Regions from separate parts of the Mus musculus genome. Here regions 1 and 3 are each linked to region 2. The links are chromatin contacts, called in public HiCAR-type and HiChIP or PLAC-seq maps. All regions are on one chromosome and are shown on one strand. Each heading gives the region's core, a stretch centred on a gene start, on an enhancer-like site or on the middle of the called end of the contact. The rest is flanking DNA. Distances are from core to core; before and after follow the strand shown.

The links. HiCAR-type assays count read pairs that join an accessible place to other places. HiChIP or PLAC-seq counts read pairs in DNA pulled down with a chosen protein or histone mark.
Region 1: a HiCAR-type map of embryonic stem cells shows a contact between it and region 2, with 4 times the contacts expected there. The contact joins two enhancer-like sites. A contact is called at or near these places in 2 of 15 datasets of contacts at CTCF or cohesin (the G1E-ER4 cell line and the NIH/3T3 cell line), 10 of 484 Hi-C or Micro-C datasets (embryonic stem cells, granulocyte-monocyte progenitors, granulosa cells and 3 more) and 9 of 115 datasets of contacts at active chromatin or transcription factors (CD8 T cells, bone marrow-derived macrophages, embryonic stem cells and 1 more).
Region 3: an H3K27ac HiChIP or PLAC-seq map of embryonic stem cells shows a contact between it and region 2, with 31 read pairs. The contact joins two enhancer-like sites. A contact is called at or near these places in 8 of 484 Hi-C or Micro-C datasets (CD4 T cells, the HPC-7 cell line, bone marrow-derived macrophages and 4 more) and 10 of 115 datasets of contacts at active chromatin or transcription factors (double positive thymocytes and embryonic stem cells).

The regions. Positions count from the first base shown.
Region 1 is chr2:68,883,604-68,887,972 of GRCm38.p6, reverse strand. All of the region lies in intron 1 of Cers6 (ceramide synthase 6), which reads right to left. Among named protein-coding and RNA genes, the nearest start is that of Cers6, 24 kb to the right of the region's middle. Within about 2 kb of position 2,557, at least 86 of the 459 cell types and tissues checked have an H3K27ac peak or open chromatin away from gene starts, as enhancers often do. A contact at or near this core is called in embryonic stem cells, where this site is marked.
Region 2 is chr2:69,046,143-69,050,623 of GRCm38.p6, reverse strand. It overlaps Cers6 (ceramide synthase 6), which reads right to left. Exons shown (of 10, transcript NM_172856.4): 5 at 3,429-3,479. Among named protein-coding and RNA genes, the nearest start is that of Gm52515, 80 kb to the right of the region's middle. Within about 2 kb of position 2,668, at least 13 of the 459 cell types and tissues checked have an H3K27ac peak or open chromatin away from gene starts, as enhancers often do. A contact at or near this core is called in embryonic stem cells, where this site is marked.
Region 3 is chr2:68,822,965-68,827,350 of GRCm38.p6, reverse strand. All of the region lies in intron 3 of Gm36231 (a long non-coding RNA gene), which reads left to right. It overlaps Gm36174 (a long non-coding RNA gene), which reads right to left. Exons shown (of 3, transcript XR_374615.1): 2 at 4,018-4,135; 3 at 3,513-3,573. Among named protein-coding and RNA genes, the nearest start is that of Gm36174, 2.8 kb to the right of the region's middle. Within about 2 kb of position 2,055, at least 87 of the 459 cell types and tissues checked have an H3K27ac peak or open chromatin away from gene starts, as enhancers often do. A contact at or near this core is called in embryonic stem cells, where this site is marked.

The DNA of each region.
Region 1 (4,369 bases), core at 1,308-3,807, 160 kb after region 2:
TACTCTCCTCACAGCTGCCCTCCTCAATAACCTGCAGTGCACTCACTACTTGTCTTCTTTTTTCATAACTAAAGTGCATTATTCCAGCTGGATGTTCTGGAGTAGCTATAACTACTGTTAAGGCCGAGGCGGAAGGATCACAAGTTCAAGACCAACTTGGACTATACAGAGAGAAACTGTCTCAAAATAAATAATAATAAACAAAAATTAAGAGTATGTATGTGTCGCTGTGCCTATCTATATGTAACCCCAACTCTCAACCCCAAGTCTGAGGCAGAAGGATTGTCACAAACTCAAGATCACCCTGGAAGTCATATCCAGTTCCAGGCCAGCCAATGATTCGGAAAATGAATAAATAAATCAATTACCACAATAAACAAGACAAAGAAAGAAAGAAAGAAAGAAAGAAAGAAAGAAAGAAAGAAAGAAAGAAAGAAAGAAAAAAAAGAACCTTCAAATAAAAATCAAAGGTAAACTCTAGTCCTTGTGAGACAAGGAAATGCGATTCCAGCCCCAAAGGTTTATCTCTAGAAATAGACCTCCTCCCACACCCTTCAAACTGGATGACTATTCGTAGGGTAGGAAATGCCAGTGTATCAAGACTTAAATGCCAGTGTATCAAGACCTCTAATATGAGAAATGTAAGTAGATACTTAAGTACCTGTTCTTATCTCAAATAATATACATAATTATCTTGAGCATTAATTATGATTATATACATTCTTTTAAAATTATTGCTGTGTGTATGAGCACACTGCGTGTCTGTGGGTGCATAAGACAGAGCACACACGCCACAGCTCAGCACTGTTACCTGCCCAGCCATCTTGCAGACTTGAGAATAACTCAATTCATTCTCCCTTCCAATGCCTCTGGTCTGGTTTGTTTTTCTATTGCGGTGGTAAAACACCATGACTGCAAGCACCCTGGGCAGGTTTATTTCAGTTTGGAGCTTGTAGTCATTATGAAGGAAGCAAGGCAGGAACTCAAGCTCCACAGGAACCTAGAGGTAGGAACGCCTGCAGAGACCATGATGGAGCGCTGCTTTACTGGCTTGCTCTTCGTGGCTTGCTCACCCAGCTTTCTTACACATCCCAGGACCATCCGCCCAGTGTGACATCATCCACAGTGAGCTTCATCCTCCTCTGCCAACCATTAGTCAAGAAAACATCCTCCTCATAGACTTGCAACAAGCCAATCTGATAGAAGCATTTTTCTCAATTGGGGTTCCCTCTCCCCCTAGGACTCTAGCTTGCATTAAGTTGACAAAACAAAACAAAACAAAAGAGCACAGCCATCAAGAAGTAGTTAGACATATCCAGAAACTGTGGAGAAGCGCCTCAGGTGCAGAAGATATATGGTCCTTTGTCAACTCTGACAGCTGCTTCTTCCTCTGTGATTTAGTGAATGTTACCTTTTTCCTAGGAGTACTTAGCTCTTGACCTCAATATGTGGCACTTTCTTCTCATAAGCTAAAAGGTAGGCAGGCCTCCGGTTTGGTTTCAGAGCCCAGGACAAGGGGCTGAACTTTACATGCCAAAGCAGACCTGCCTCCAGGTTCTCCCAGGATCCCTCAGTCCCTGCCTGGCATACCCTGCCCCCAACCTGAACTTTCCAACCCAGGGCCTGGGCTGCCCTTCCCCCAGAGGCTCTTCCCTATTTAATCCAGATGTTTTTGGTCTCTCACACTCTCTCTCCCCTTCTCCTCCTGTCTCTCTCTGTGAATGTGCCCTGCCCTTTCTCTTTCTCTTCCCTCTACTCTCCCCCTCCACACCCCACCACCACCTCTCCATGGCGACTGACTTCCCTGGCCTCAGTCCTTGGGGCCAGTGAACTTGCCCAAAAGCAGCTTCCCATTAAACCTGCATTTAGTATGATCTAATTTCGCTTGAACTGGCTCATTTTACCAGCGGAGACATAGCTTATCACCTCCCTTTTAGCTCTGAATGTATTGTACAGTATTTTGAATATAATGAATCCTGAAGTTGGTCCCAGGCCAGAAGCATCAGTATTCCCAGAGAACTTGTTAGGAATGCATCCCTGATCCAAGCTGCATCAGGAATTCCTGAGGTGGGTGTGGGCCCTCTTCTAAAGTCCCTTCAGGCAATTTTGATGGCCAGACAGCTGGAAAGTCACTGTGCTAGAGGTCCATAAATATGAAAACTTCCTTTCTCAAAGTTAAAAGACCCCAGGGTCTTCTATGCTCAGATGAAGATGAGCACAGAATTGTCTTTTGACTCCATCTCCGTACAGTGTAAGGGGTCAGACCTCCAAGTGTTCCTCTGAGCTGGAGAAAAAGAGTCAAGTTCGGTGCCAATACCAAACCCAGTCTGCGTTCCCAGTTTAAAGCAAGAAAATGTCTTCCTCTTAGGAGAAACTGTCTCTCAGCATCCCCATCCCACCAGTCAATAAGTAGGAAGGTTTCTACTCTTTGCACCAAGCTTGTGTCCTGAGTGGTCTTCATAAAAAGACCTTGGTTGGACCATTGTACTTCTGTATGTGTACATCTCTCAATCACAAGGAAAAGCAGGGCATACTTCACAAGTTTCCATGTGGCAGACCACAACATTTTCTATGAATGCCAAACTGAAATAGATGCTGGCCACGGTCATGACTCAGTTACCCCCACTACCACTGTGAGTGTTCTAGGTGTGCTGGACACTTTTTAACCCATTTTTGCTTTCCTCTGCCCGCCCCCACCTTGTGGGGGGGCACACTGTACAGACTGTTCATGCAGCAGACACAACTCCATTCTCTATTCAGTTAGGACCAAACTTACCACCGAGTAAGACATCAGAAGACTTAGTAGGTGGTTGGTCTTTCATTAGCAGCTATCTCAATCTTCACACATATTACTTTTTTTTTGAAGATTATCTTACAAATATAAGCCAGATAATTTATGTCAAATGTTCTCAGCCTTCATCCCGAAGAACCTCCTTAAATTCAAGAAGGAGGGGGGAGCAGAAGACTTTAATATGGCTGGAAACTGAAAAGCTGCCTTCAGCTCCTTGCTACTGACATGATCAAAGATAGAGTCTCCAGTTGTAAAATGAGAGACAGAACTGGTCCCTGAGCAAATCCTTCCAGACACATGCCTGGCTGCCTCCCTTTGAAGTTGACACAGCTGAGATCATATTTTTGCATGAATTATGTACGACTTGAGAACAGAAGGAGGACCACTCACGGTATGACTCACCGTTTGAGAAGAGAAAGGCACAACGTGTACCATGCGGATTCAAGAAGGCTGGTTGGTACCCTGAGGAGGGTACAGCCCATAGCGGGGGTTCTGAGTCTGAGCAGATGCATCAGGGGAAGCCACAGGAGCTAATGGCTCCACTGATTCCTCTGGTTTACTCACGTATGTTTGTAAGTGGTCCCCACAACCATGACATCCAAATCCATCCATTTAGTCCACCGTAACTGACTGCTTAGATCCGGTGAGCAAATGAGAAACGAACGTCTGTTTTAATTCATCTCAAGTCAGGATAAATCCAAAATAAGCTGTTGTAGTTCCTCACTCAACTCTAACAGCAATCACCACTTGATATTCTCCACATCTAAATGTAAAACCTCATTCAAATATGTACTTGTAATATTATGATTCAAGGTGGAAAGCTGTAATGTATTTCTACCCTTGTACTTCAACCAAGAAGTCTACCAATAAAAATTATTCATGCGACCCGAGTTTCTGAGACTTCTATCCTATTTCATTTTCTGTTACTTCAGTGAAATGCTTGGAGCTGGGTAACTTATAAACAAAACACATTTATTTTGGCTCATAAATACAGTCTAAAGTCAAGGGCTCCAATCTGTTGATGATCAATCTGCTACAAGTCTCAAAGCAGTACACTGCAGCACAAAGCATAGACAGAATAGATTCACGGTATGTCTCTTCGTTTCCCTACCTTCTGTAAAACCACAAAGATTCAATCACTGCAATTCTATTCTGATGACCTTATCCAACTGAAATCACTCATACAGCAGCTCTGCCAAATGACACCATATTCAAATCCCCGTCTCCATAACTCTCGATTGCCTTACTCTGAAGATTAAATTTTAACATATTAAACTTTGGAAGACAGACTAAAATCATATCTAATGAAGATAATTTGGGGGGGTCTCTAAACAGTGTTTGTGAAGGTTTCTCTACACTTACTTAAAACATCAGCCTAAGCTTTACAACATCCTCTCATTTTTCTAAAGGGAAATAAAGTCAAAACTGGTGTGAGTACTGTCTTAGTTAGGGTTGCTATTACTGTGATGAAATACTATGACCAGAGCCAAGTTGTAGAGGAAAGGGTCTATTTGGTTCACACTTCCGTATCACTGTTCATCATTGAAGAAGTCAGGACATGAATGGGGCAGAATTCTG
Region 2 (4,481 bases), core at 1,419-3,918:
GGCTGCCTACAGACCACAGCTCGAGAGCAGTAATTCCATTTCATCTTAAACCCAGAAAGCATTAGCCACCACGGCAGTTTGGGATTCAATTCATTATTGAACGGAACAACAGCTTCTACGGTTCCTTCACATACAGCAGCTACAAGATCCCTCAGGCAACTGGAGACATGTCCTGGAGCACACACAGGACAGCTGTTGTGACAGTTCAAAGCACAGAACTAGTGGGTGGCATGGATGCTTTCCGGAATGGTCAATGAAGCACAAGTTCAAGAGAGTTGTATGTTTAGAAAATGGGCAATAGGATGCTATATTCAAAACAGATGATTCTGAGATATTTATTTAAAGATCAGAGGGACAGGAAGGCTGCCAACATACTTGACTAAGCAGATAGCCAGGATGTCTGAGATAAAGGCCCAGCTCCATAGCTTGGTAGTAAAGTTACTTAAAAAATGGCAGGGGCCAGGGATGGAAGATAATGCCTGTTCTGACTGCCTCAGAGGCTCAGGGAGATAGTAAAGTCAGTGAAGTGTATTTAATTTAATGTTTTCTCAACAACACTTTGATGAGCTACTCTTGGTTATATTTATTGAGCTATAATGAAGTGTCTTGGTTTACTCAAAGAACTAAAACAAAACTCTAAAGCTCTTCAAATACATTTAGACTACTGTTCAGAAGGCAAGACTCCATACTGTAAAGGAAATTAATGTTATACGCACCATCTGCCAATCACAATGCAATGGATAGCTATCACAAGATGGCCCTTACTCACTCAGGACAGGCATCAAGGAAACTATGTCTCTCTCATATTTCTGACGAGGTACTTTAGGCTTAGACGTTAGATCAGCAGTTTTAAACTCTAAGTGACAAGGAAAATTGCTATAGACTGAAAGCTGGTGTCTCTACAAAGCCATGTGGTAAACTGCATAGTCCCTGTGATGGAATGTGCAGATTGGAGGACAGCTGGGCAGGAGGGAGGCCATGAGAGGGGGAACTCTCATGAAGGACCTCACAAGGTCTTCCTGCGGAATCCTGTGGCCCAGTGAAGGAAGCATCAGTGCCCAGTGGTACCTTGAAAGAGATCTACTTCCCACTGACATGTCTCTTTAAGACTGAAAGACATTAGCAAGGTATTTAGGCAAATGCTATCAGCAATGCAGTCTGGGAAAATGGCCCTGGCTGGAGCTGAGGTCAGATTTGGTATTGATGAGATTTTCTGACTTCTGGCATCCTCATCTGGGAATGTGCCTCGGAGGGGGTCACAGGACAAGTCAGATCACGATGGGAAGGGCAGAGTTCCTGCGGGAGCATGGCAGTAATCAGCACTCGCCAGCCGCTCTGCAGTTGGCGAAACACTCCCATGACTCACTCTGAGCATATGAAATCTGTAAAATTACTACTCTCGTTTTTCATCTAGATTATACAGCTGACAGAAAATTGCTATCAATTAACTCAGGTTAAAAGTTTACATCCAGGTCTCAGAGCTATTGAGGCCCTGATCCCTGCATTAGACTTCTCCTGCCTCGTGTACGCATGCCCCTTGTAACGAGCTGTGCAAGAGTCAACTGCATATAAGCCTGTCTTACTTTTATCCTTAAAATACACACCCATATGGAACTCTTACATGTGTAACGAATGGACACTCTCATATAAAAGAGGGAATGTTTAAAATTGAAGTGCACTACTATTTTTTCACCTAGAAATCTATCCGGTTACTTATATAATATATGTGTTAAAGACATAATGAATAATGAATAATTTCATGAGCTTGTTCAATATTTAAAAGTGCACTGAAGGTTTGAGACAGACTCTGGACTATAATCTGCTGTATGTATTTATATACATATGACTTATACAAAGTATTATACTTGCATACATGCTATTTCATTTCCTATGCCCCCTACACAAAGAAAGTCATTAATTTTATTAGCATATGGCTCTTGGCACGGCTAACTACTGTTGCCAGAGATCATGAGTTTCTCTTCACTTTGGGGAGCACTGGGCAGAATTACTCAGTACTGGACTATGATACCTTACGAACACAAGGCCATTCTTAACCGAATCCACACAGATGGGGCATCTTCCTTTCCATCCTAGTGGTGTTTCCACTTTTAAATATAACCTTATCTCCTAGCCCCTCAGACTCTTGTGCTTTCTGTAAAACAGCCCACAGCGACATTCTGGGCTACTGTCCTAGCATTCATCTGAAACCAAGCAACTTCTCAGCTACAGGCAGAATGCAAGAGTTATTTCGGCTACATTTACAGTTAGAAACAAGGTTAAGTGGTACGTTTTATATGACACTGATCACAATGTCTTTCATGTTACAAAATTTACCTTTGAAATGTGGGGCACTGCAGTGGATGGCATGCCAACTTTCCAGTTAAAGTTCCTAGAAGCCTTTTCAAGTAGAAATGTAGATAGGTGTGGATAGTAAAGTCCAGTTGGGCTAAAGACAACCGGTAAGGTAACCGGCTGGTTTCTGTCCTCCATGCCACAGTCTTAGGAATTCTCAGCTTTTTCTAACTGTGTCATGCTGATTATGTAAATTCATTCCCAATCTAAATAAATTAAGGGATTCAAATGCAAAGTAGAGTTCTATTTCAAGTCACCCTTAGCCTAGAAGGAGTACCTAGTGTCAGCCTCCACCCATTGCAGCTATGTGGAGAACAGGGAAGGTATAGAAAGGCCTTATGTGCACAGAAGTCCACATGTACCTGAAGGTGTTCAGTACAATGCCTGGTTCCATTTGCTTCCCTTACAGGACATGTCCCGAGTACCTAGAAAATTCCTGGTCCCACCATTGATATTCCATTACCAATCGATTTAGGGATAGCAAAGACTTGTGCTAATAGTAATGAACTCATAAGAAGATGCGAAAGAATAGCAAGGGCAGAGACGGAAAACACTCCCTTTTCAGGGCTATGACTTAATTTCAAAGATGGTGTCTACTGTTTTCCTCACTGAAACAATTCAGCCATGTGTGATGATGGCATTAGTGTATTTTTTCTGCATTTGGAGAAGTAGTCCGTGGTGATTTACGTCTTTAGAGGCCACTTCTAAGCTACAAAGTCAACAGAACTCAGCGGGCCAGCTCCAGCACCGCACGCACTTGAATGTTCACATCTGCTGTGGGGGTAAGCCTGCACTGCCAGCAGCCTTCAGACTTCCCTCTGTACTGAGAAACAGGAACCAGCCGCATCTTGTTCAACAAAAGAACCTTCCAGGTTTGTTCCATCTGCTAAAGCAACTAGACTTTGGTTATGCGCCTCAGTATGAATGCACAAAGTCCTGTCTTCACTAGGTTATGATAGGCATAACAACCAGGTGCAATATCGACATATAAGTGACTACCTGACCTTCCTGACAACAGGCAGCTGACCAAAGGAATATCCCCTCGTCTGTAAAGCCCAGAAGTCAGGCTTCCTTACCTGGTAAGGGTAGTTATACCAGCAGTGTCTTGTATTCCACAACCAAGGGGTCTGGAAAAAAATAACAAAGAAATAGACTTTACATGCTTTAGAACATTGTTAAAACAGCAGGCATCACACTGTACATCTCTCTTAAACCTGGAGATTTATATATTCCGCTTGTCACACTCAGCTGTATTCCTGCAATGTACCAACCTCAACAGCTGTGCCTCCAAACCAAATCACCCATCTCACTTATGGAAAGACATTGCTAACAACTGGTACAACCTACCCTGGAACCCCCTGGGCCTCAGTATTTACAAAGCCACTCTCTTCATGCCTTGACCAGGGCTCAACTGGCAGGTTTCACTTCAGCAGGATGCTCCTGAGGAATCCCTGTGGTATACCTCCCATCTTTCAACCTGTGGTCCAAGTTTCTAGGACAAATCCTTCCTCACAATGTCAACTATTTGTCTTATATATAAAAAAAATAGTGTTAAAAAAATCTAGGTATTCACACAAATCCCCAAACCCATAATAACTAGAGACGGATTGATTTGAATTGAGACAGAGAGCCGGATCATCCAATGACATCAGAATCAATGTCCTCAAATACATTTCTCATCCATTGTTAGCCATCAATTTGGTAGTACATGTCCCATCCCTATACACTTGGTATACCTAGACTCTTCTGATGACTCATCTCCCTGATCACCACTTCTGGAACGCAGGGATGAAGATGATGAGTTTCTGGCAGCCAATACCTGTTAGGCCTTCCTACGTCTAACACACTGTCGTGGTATTTACATATGTTAACGCACTTAGTCAGTACAACAGCCACTGATATTGTCTTACTTTTTTTTTTTAGTAAGTAACTGCAGGCCCTCAGTCTGGAAAACCTTCCTAGTCACATAGCTCAGTATTGCCTAAACTGCAAACAAATAGACTGTGTAGTCTACAATGGTCACTGTGTCCTGTGCATATATTTGAATGCTGAGTCCCATACGGAGGTAGGTGGGGCTTGGCTGAGTCCCATAAGGAGGTAGGCAGGGCTTGGCTGGAGAAGGTATGTCA
Region 3 (4,386 bases), core at 806-3,305, 220 kb after region 2:
TGAAGAGGCCTTATCTGGCATCAATGGTAGGAGAGGCTCTTGGTCCTGTGAAGGCTTGAAGCCCCAGTGTAGAGGAATGCTAGGTTAGTGAGGCAGGAGTGGGTGGCTGGGTGGGGGAGCACCCTCATAGAAGCAGGGTAGGGAACTTGGAAAGGGGATAACATTTGAATAAAGAAAATATCCAATTTGTAAAGTTTAAAAAAAAAGTGAGGCTTCTAGGGATAGAGGGTGGCTCAGTGGTTAAGAGCATTCGCTACTCTTGCAGAGAATGGGATTTCAGTCCCTAGCACCCACCAGGTAGCCCATAACCACCTGTCACCCCAGTCCCAGGAAATTAGATGTCCTCTTCTGGTCTCTGCAGGTGCCAGGCACACCTGTTGTACATGTAGGCAGTACACGCGTCCACATAAAAATAAAAATAAAAATAATCTTTAAAAAATTTAAATCTCCCTTAAAAAAATTTAAGTGTTTACCAAATACCTTCAGTTGGTGGTTCTACAGTTTGAAAGGCATGTTCCCTTCAGCCTTGTTGAGCCTCCAGCAAAAACACCTAGTGCTAAGACAGCCACCATCCAAGGCCATGAGTGAAATACAATATGGAGCATGTGTGTTTTTTCCTGTGAATTCCACGGGCGACAACAGTGCAGTGTATAGTCCAAGAGCACAGAACTGAGGACTGAATATCCATATCACAACAGAATGCTAAGGGTGATGAATATGCTGAGCCCATAGTTTTATTGTCATACAAGATGAGTGATGAATTCAACTGTCACGCTGTACCCCACAAATACACAGTCATTGTGTATTTATTGAAAGTGACAATGTATCCTGACCATGGACTGCCCTCCCTCTCCTCCTCCCAGTGCATCACACACACACACACACACACACACACACACACACACACACACACACACACAACTTCACTTTTCTTCAGAAAAGAGAACCTCTTGGGAATATCAACAGGACATGACATAACAAGATGCAATAAGACCAGGCACAAACTCTCCTGTCAAGCCTGGGCTAGGCAAACTAGTAGGAGGGAAAGAGTCCTAAGAGTGGGCAAAGGAATCGAGACACTCCCCCATTGTTAGAAGTCCAACAAAACCCTCCAAGCTAAACAACCACAGCATATGTGCTCCGTGATAGCTACATCAGTCTCTGTGAGCCCCTATAAGCCCTACTTAGTTAATTCTGTGGACCCTGTTCTCCTGGTGTCTTATCCCACTGGCTCCTCAATTCCAACCCCCCCATTACCCCCCCCCCCCCGCAGAATTTCCCCAAGCTCCTCCTAATGTTTAACTGTGGGTCTCTAAATGCCAATTAGTTTAGACTGCCACCAGGACTCTCCTGAGATGAAATTCAAGTAATTCCCCCACTCCTTTCCTAATGGAATATCAGTCCCTAATTGTATTGGAAAGGAGAAATGTAAAGATGGCAGTTTGTAAATTCACATGATTGGTACAGCCCTGCTGTTGTGTCTTTCCCAACCTCTGTCTTCCGGGAAGCAGAGAAAAGCCCCACCTTCAGCTTCCACAGCAGGAGGGAGGCAGGCTCTGCCTCATTGCAGCCTAGGTTAAGTCCCTGATCTTGATTAGCCTGAATGGAAAGATAGGCGCAGAGAGGACCTAGCTAAATCTTCCCACAGAAGTGAAGCATGGTGGGGTCAGGGAGCAGCGTCCCCACTCTAAGGAGGAGGCGTGGGCTTGGAGGCTTCAGACGAGAAGTTGGATCTGATCAGGCCTTGAGGGACGAGAAGACCAGTGCGGTGTGAGTAGGGGTGTGTGGAGGAATAGGCAGGAGGGGAAGTAACCAGAGCTAGAAAGAGGAAGTAATGAGAGCTAGACTGTTAACAGGAGGGACCAGTGCAGGGCTGGGGGTCCAAGTTCACTAGTGTGGAGACCCTTGAGAGGCCAAAAACTAAAGGCAGGGGTGAATCTTACCACAGCCCAATTCATTACCAACCTAGGAAATATTCCAGCCTGGGCATCACTAAAGCCCTTTTCAACTGATCTTCATATAAACACTGAGACCTGTCTTCCTTTTTCAAGATTGAGGAAATTTTTTACCCTCCCTTTCTCAACCTCCCTAATGCTGTCACCCTTTAATACAGTTCCTTATGTTCTGGTGACCCCTCCCCCAACCATAAAAGTATTTTGTGGCTAATTTTACTACAGTTATAAATTAATGTAAATATCTGTTTTCCTATGGTCTTGGGTCTTTTTAAAAGATTTATTCTTCTCTTATACAATACATCCTGACCACAGGCTCCCCTCCCTCCCCTCCTCCCAGTGTCCCCTCCCCCACATCCTCCCTAAGTTCCTCTTCAGAAAAGAGATCTCTCAGGGATATCAACCAGAGGTAGCATAAACCCTGTGAAAGAGGTGATGACCCACAGGTTGAGAGGCGCTGCCCTAAGGCATCCTCTGAAGCCATAATACCTAAAATACACTTCTGTTTCAGTACTACCATGTTTTATTGAGACATGCGTTTGTTCTCTTCCTCTTCCATCTGGAAAATATTTTAAAATAAGAAAGACCCAGTGTAGCCAGGCGTGGTGGCGCACGCCTTTAATCCCAGCACTTGGGAGGCAGAGGCAGGCGAATTTCTGAGGCCAGCTTGGTCTACAGAGTTCCAAGACAGCCAGGGCTACACAGAGAAACCCTGTCTCGAAAAAAAAAAAAAAAAGAAGAAGAAGAAGAAGAAAGACCCAGTGTAATTGTATGTTCCTAGTACCAAATAAATAACTAGCTCATAAATAGCCCATGCAATGCATGTGCATTGAATAAACGTTGGTGGCTGCTGTGTCCTTGTTTCCGGTGTCATTTCCTGGCCACTGCTCCCAGCACAGTGCTTTGGCTCACAGTCAGTAGTCAGTGACTGTCTGATAGAACTTACACTAGAGAAGCAGCTAAGATAGTTACAATGACCTTTCCAAGTCTTTAGCATACAACTCCAAAGGTATGCATTAGAGCCCAATGAACTTAAATGTCTCAGCTCCACAAGGCCTCTTTCTTATCTAGGTCTTAACATTAGAGGCACATGCAAGATAGATTCCTGACATTCAAACTTCCTTTCAAACCACCCCAACATGATTAGCACGAGTCCATTAGAATCTACTTCCACAGGACACAAGGCAAAGACTTTCCCCAAAACATAGGAAGCCTTAAGGTGAATGGAACACAAAGCCACACAGACCCAAGCCCGTGTCCTAGCACCTTCAGGCATGAATCTTTGCTCCATTGCTCAGCTTGCTCTCAGGCTCCTTCCCCTCTTTAAGCCTTGGCGTCGTCATGTAGAGCATACAGATAATAAAGGTACTCACTGTGTGAGGTTCTTGTAAAGATTAAAATGAGAGGTCATAACATTTTACACCATTAAAAGAATGTCTATTGCAGGAGGCCCTTAACAATTGTCACCGCTTTCCCCTTCCATATACGCTTACAATGTCACTGGCTTGGCACATGTCCGTCCACGTAAAGACAGGCATGAGAGAAAGCACATTTGAACGGTTTAAAAAACAACTTTGAAAACATCTTTTAATTGCTCCGGGGGAAGGTCATTGTCTGGCTCCTTTAAGAAGAAAAAGACAGATTTTAGCTTTTAATAAAGCTGAGCTTCCTGTGAGAGTATAGCAACCTGGTTACCAGGGAAATGTTTTGTTTTTCTTTTCTATACCGAGAAAGAAGCAATCATGTATTTACACGTCAATTTAGATGTCTGTCATGTTTTAAGGGCTTTTGTTCAAGGGGGGGTAAAGCAAAGGTCAGATCAGCCTCTCATTACAAAACAAAACAACCCAGAAAGAGCAACGAAAGACTGAAGCTCCAAGTAGGCAGGTGAATGCTGTGTTGGCCTCAGCCACAGAACAGGGAAAATGTGGCTGTCACACTTAGGACATAGCTTGCACAGCACCGTGAGATTCACATAGCTGGTGGGCAGCGGCAGCAGTCCTGTGGCTTTAGACCAGGGTTTATAGGATGTGAACTGCGTTGTTTCTTCCCTTCACCTACTTACACAGCAGCACAGTGCTAGGCACATTGCTTGGCTTTAAAATCGGAGGAGCAGCTTGAAGCCCTTCTTCATTTCCCAGCACTCGTGTGACCTCCGCCATCTTGTCTAGTCTTTCTGTCACCTATGAAGAGGAATAAATGAAATCACTTACTCCACGGACTGGACTTCAAGGCACTCTTAGAAACATCCACAGGTGTAATGATGTGAGGCCAAGGAGATGGGACAACATTTACTATCAGGCCTGGTGACCTGAGTTAAATCCCTGGGGTCTGCACTGTGGAAGGAAAGAGCCAGAGTCCACAAGCTGTCCTCTGACCTCCACGCGAGTGACCCTGCACCCCACCCCACCCCACCCCGCACCCCACCCCCCAC